Linked DNA regions of Arachis hypogaea: region 1 is linked to region 2. Evidence: chromatin contacts called from public Hi-C data. All regions are on one chromosome and are shown on one strand. Each heading gives the region's core, a stretch centred on a gene start, on an enhancer-like site or on the middle of the called end of the contact. The rest is flanking DNA. Distances are from core to core; before and after follow the strand shown.

Evidence for each region. A called contact is a pair of places that touch in the nucleus more often than the background predicts.
Region 1: a Hi-C map of leaf shows a contact between it and region 2, with 2.2 times the contacts expected there. The contact joins the enhancer-like site here to the promoter of LOC112765296 in region 2. A contact is called at or near these places in 3 of 8 Hi-C or Micro-C datasets (all in leaf).

The regions. Positions count from the first base shown.
Region 1 is chr17:39,935,369-39,938,068 of arahy.Tifrunner.gnm2.J5K5, reverse strand. No RefSeq gene overlaps it. Among protein-coding and RNA genes, the nearest start is that of LOC112765053, 10 kb to the left of the region's middle. Within about 2 kb of position 1,423, at least 1 of the 3 cell types and tissues checked has open chromatin away from gene starts, as enhancers often do.
Region 2 is chr17:39,892,351-39,895,079 of arahy.Tifrunner.gnm2.J5K5, reverse strand. It overlaps LOC112765296, which reads left to right and starts at 1,417. Exons shown (of 3, transcript XM_025811206.3): 1 at 1,417-1,764; 2 at 2,718-2,729.

The DNA.
Region 1 (2,700 bases), core at 174-2,673, 43 kb before region 2:
TCTAACTAATACTAATTAGCAAGTGAATTACAAGGTGATTTAGGATGAATTTGATAAAATTTTAAAAGACTAAAATATTTTTTTAATTATTACGATTCTTTAATTGTATTGGTAACTAAAAGGTCAAAACACTTTTGAAAAACCAATATACCTTTTTGTTAATTATAAAATACTAAAATGTCTTTTTTAAATATTACGATTCTTTAATTGTATTAGTAATTAAAATTTGATTATAAAAAGACTAAAATAGTATTTCTGATGATTATGAAAGACAAAAATTCATTTTAACATTAATTATAAGAAGATTATAATAATCTTTTAGAACAAAGACCGTTTAATTTGTATTAGAAATTAGAATTTAGAATTTAATATTAAAAAAATTAAAATATCTTTTTAGTTATTTTAGAAAGACAACAATGACTTTTTAGGGTTAGGATTGTTTAACTAAACTAGTCATAGACATTTCAATTTGAACTTAAAAAGTCAAAACTAAAAGGTTGGTTAATCTTAAAAAAATGAAAATGTCTTTTTAAGATTAATGTTGTTTAGTTGAATTATTAGCCGAAAATTTGAGTTTTATTTTAAAATACTAAAATATACCTTATAAGATTAAAGTTGTTTCATTTTTATTCTAAATAAACTTGAATTTAATTTTAGAGATACTAATATAGCATTTTTAAAGTTAATGTTTTAAGGAGCATTTTAGTGTAATAATCAACTAAAGGGTATATTAGTCGTTTTGTTTTTAAATTTTTAGTTTATAATACAGTTAAACCAAATTATTCTTAAAAGAAAAGTTCACTATAAGCATATTTTGGTATTTTCACAAAATGAATTAAATACTTTTCCACCAACATGAACCTCGCCGCTATTAATTTTGGTTGCATCTAAAATGTTCCAATAAATAAATTTGAACATCAGTATTGTAGTTAATATAATCCATTGACATTGTTGAATGGTAGATCTAAAACTCTATATTAAAATGGATATCATAAAATATTTGTATAAGCATTCTATATCATTATATTTTAAATATCTCATTTATACACTTGTGTGTTGTGAAAATAATTATAAAATTGAGTAATAGATAATAAGTTGATGAGTAAATATTAATAAATGTTAAATATTAATAAAACATATATATGAAATTTTATTGAAAAAATATATATCATTGAATAATAGTTGAATTATGTTACAAATTATGATAGCCGAGAGCCACAAATAGTGTTTTTGAGCTGGCCTTTTCTGTCAATTTACCTAAAAAATTAGGGTTATATTAGTCCTTTTCTTGTTCCTATTTTCACAGGAGGAACAAGTGATAATTTTCGTGTCAATTATGAAAGGTTTAAATTAGTGAGTGACACGTGGATGTGGATGAGGAAATCAAAATAAGCCACAAACATTTCGTGGATGGGTTTCAAACTTTCAATATGCATGTAGAGTTTATTGGACCGAATAAGGAATTAAGGACCCTCTGGCAAGTGGATTGGATGGTAGATTGCTAATTGAATGATTGGTTCCAATATCATCGTATAAGACAAAATATTATAGGATGTGAACATGTGATGATGGAGGAACTCTTGTCTTCATGCTAATGCATGCTAAGCTGTGATCAAATTCACCTCTCATCGTCTCCTCCAATATCTTTTTTTTTTTTTTTGAACAAAATAGTTCAACACAGTAAAGTAGAGCAGAGGAACAAGGACAACCAAAATAAACACAGACATAACTGAAAAGTTGGTATTCGTTGTCATTTCCGGCATTGTCATCAACAATCGAACGGATCGACTCCACACTAATCCTTGTAACTCAAGAAGGACATGATCTTAACTCCTTCAACATTTGTCTCTACTTGCTGGAAAACTCTGCTATTTCACTTCAACCAGATGTTCTAAATAACCGCACAAAATTCTATCAGCCATTTTCTTTGCTCAGACTTCCTACCTGTTGCTTCGATCCAGCTCTCATAGAACTCTTTAGTGGTTCCCGGGATGGCCCAAGCTCTATCAGAAAATGTCAGCCATGCACACCACACCTGCCACGTGAACTCACAGGTAAAAAATAAATAATGTACAAATTCTATGTTCTTTTTACACAAAACACAAATGTTGTCATGATGATTAATTGGTGGAACCAAGCCTCTCCAAATGGAGCTTGTGAAGTTGTAACTTGTGATGTCGGTTGGGAGCGTCTCATTTTGTAGCACCTGCACAAAAGAATTAGTAGAAAACACTCCATTTTTATCAAATTTCCATACCACTGAATCCTATCTATCAACCGATAACCTCACAACCCTCAACCGGTCGTGTAATTGATTTAGCAACTCTAACTCCCATTGGAAGAGTTCCCTCCTCCATTGGAAGTCTCATACCCACTCTAACCCATCCCAAAACCCACAGTCCCCTTGTTAATTTGAAATAGAGAAGAGTCTTGGAAAATATTCTTTCAAAGAGCCATCTTGTAACCACGCATCCTCCCAAAAACGAATGTTCCTGCCATTTCCCACCTCTATCAACAGACCCCTGATCATCATATCTCTTGCCTGTTGCTCCTTAATATTAAGCTGGCAAATATCTTTCCACGGCCCCCCTCTTGATGGCACAGGTTGGTTTGATAACATTACAGTTGGGTCCAACTGATTACAAGAGCAAACAATCTTCTTCCAAAGCGGGCAGTCCTCCTTTGAAAAACACCACCACC
Region 2 (2,729 bases), core at 168-2,667:
AAACTCCTTTCTGCATACCGAACCGAACAGGTACTCATGGTGAAACAATTGTATAGTATTTAGTGAACGAAACATAATCTATTATACAAAATCAAATTCGAAACACCTCTGTCTACAATTTAGATATTATCAATTCAATTCAATTTAATTTAGATTCAAAAACACCTACGTCCATTGAATTCAATTCAAATAAAATTAACAATTGCATTCCATTATATTTGATTTAAAATTGAATAATCCAAACCTTATCAGCATGATTCGTTTCAGAAGAATAAACCAAATCGTTCTCATTCAACTGATTTGAAGTTGAATCATTCATTGTTTCGATTCAGAGGTGAAGATCGAAGAAGAAGACGAAGAAGAAGAAGAATGACGGAGCTTATTACATTGAATTCAATGCAGATCAATAATGAAGATCGCGAGCAGAGAAAAAGAAAAAAACAATAAAAAAAACACGAACAGAGGGAGAATGACAAAGCTTATTACGTTGAAAAAGAAGAAGAAGAAGAAGAACGAACATACGAAAAAGAATAAGGTTTAGGTTATAGCAGAAAGTTTTACGTTGAGGAAATGTTTATCACGCAGCAAAAAACTTATGTTATATGAGGCGCGTGTATGACAAATGAGTGAGGAAGTGGAGGAGGCGTGTCTAGAAGAAAATACTTAAATAGCTTTGATGAAGAAATTATATGGATGTAGAATGTAGAGTTTCTCTGATCTAATATTTCTCTAGGTGAATTCTATGGTACCTATAACTTGGTGCCTAACTTTTGCCTAACTTATTTTTTATGACAACATTTGAATATTTAATAATTATTTACTTTTATACTTTTAAAATTAAATATTAATTTTTAACCCTTTTTAGTAAGTTAGACAAACACTTTTAGGGGGCATAGCAATCACTATTTCTCTATTACACTATTAAAGAAAGAGATTAGCGGAAGAAAGAAATTAGCGGAATCATATGTAAATTATTCAAACAAACAGGAACTAAACGAACTGGACGAAACAGAAAAGCAATCCATACCCGCCAAATGGCCACGTGGAGTTCAACGGTCGTTTCACTCTGCGAATTTGGGTGCACGCTACGCTATAACAACCCAAATCCCCCTTTCTTTCTCCTCTTTCAGTTGGCTGCTTATGAAGTAATTCACCACCTCTTTTATTATTCTCTATTCCTGGTCCACGTAATCCTTTAAGTTATTGATTTTGAAAATAGAATAAAAAAATATAAATATAAAAAATATAAAATAAAATAAATAATAAAAATTTAATTTATCTTACTTTTTATATAAAATAAAAAAAAACATAATTATAAAAAACTAATAGTAATAATAAAAAATAAATTATTTTTTTTAACAAAAAAATATAATATACTGACTGAGTATTTTAAAACACAATATTTGATGCGTCTATAGTCAAAATTACTTGTGACTCTCGTTAGTTGTTACCTGTTTCTGCACCCACTGAACAACATTCTCACATGATTGGAACACCCGTAACCCATCCAACGTCTCTCCTCAGGCCACGTGTTTACCCGATTCATCCAACGGTGCCTGCACTTCCTATTATATAAAAGAACCTTAAGCGTTTGCGTTTCTCTCTCTCTCTTTCTTTCTTCCAACTTCTTTGTTGTTCCCTTTTTCTGTAAGTTGGGGAAAAAAAGGTCATCCATTGTTCGTGAAAACGAGGGTTTCGATTGGCTGGTACTTTTTGGGGCTAAATTTTTTAATAATAGACACTTTCTCAGATTTTAACGCTTAGGTATTCATTCATGATTAATGGCGATTTTTTATTTTTTGTCAGTTCTTTTATTATTTACCTTTTTTTGTTTTAACCTTAATTAGGAGTTCCTTGATGCTCTGAATCTTCCTAAAAAAAAGCGAACTTTCGAAACCGGTTTTTGGCGTTCAGCTTTTCAGTTCCTCTCATCTTTTCTCGACTTTGTTATCCGATTACGAAAAATATTAAAAAGATTTTTTTTATTGGATTCTGTTGTGTTTGTTTTAACAATTTTATTTTTTATTTTTTAATTTCTTCTAAATTGCGATTTTCGTTTAAGAGCTAAGCATGTACTGAAAAAATGAGTCAAGTTTTGAAGGTAAAATTGGATTGGATTCTTTCAAGTTTTGGCTATTTTAAGGTTTTTGCTATTTCTGGATCCCCCCCCCCCCCCCCTTCTTTCTTTCTTTTGTTTTGTGTAGATTTCTGGTTTGATTCTGCTATTATACTTGCTTATGTGTCAAGGTCGATTTTAATTGTTTCTTACTGTTTTGAGAATAATTGTCTTGATTCAATGTACTTTAGAATATTGTTTTTGGCTTTGTTTTTTGGGTGTATACATTCAATGTATATAACAAACAAAATTTTAGCACCAATGCTAAGAGTTTGTATTTGTCTTTCTCTTGAACTTATATATGGTGGCCACAAAAACCATTGAATAGCCATGCTGAACAATTCAACTCTACTAGCTGTTTGTTCTTGGAATTCAACTAGCACCTACCATTTTCTTGTCATACACGTTTTTTTTTCTTCAAAAAGGTTTATATAGAGGAAAAAACATACTCGTGTTTTCTTATTCAGATACTTCTTTAAAATTTAAAACGTGGGATTTTCGTTCTTTTCTTCTTTTTCATCAACATTGTTTTCACTTTGATTGATAGGGCTTCTTTGTTTTGGTGTGGTTTTGTAGTAATTAATCAAGTTCTTCATTATAGGTTTCTCCTGCA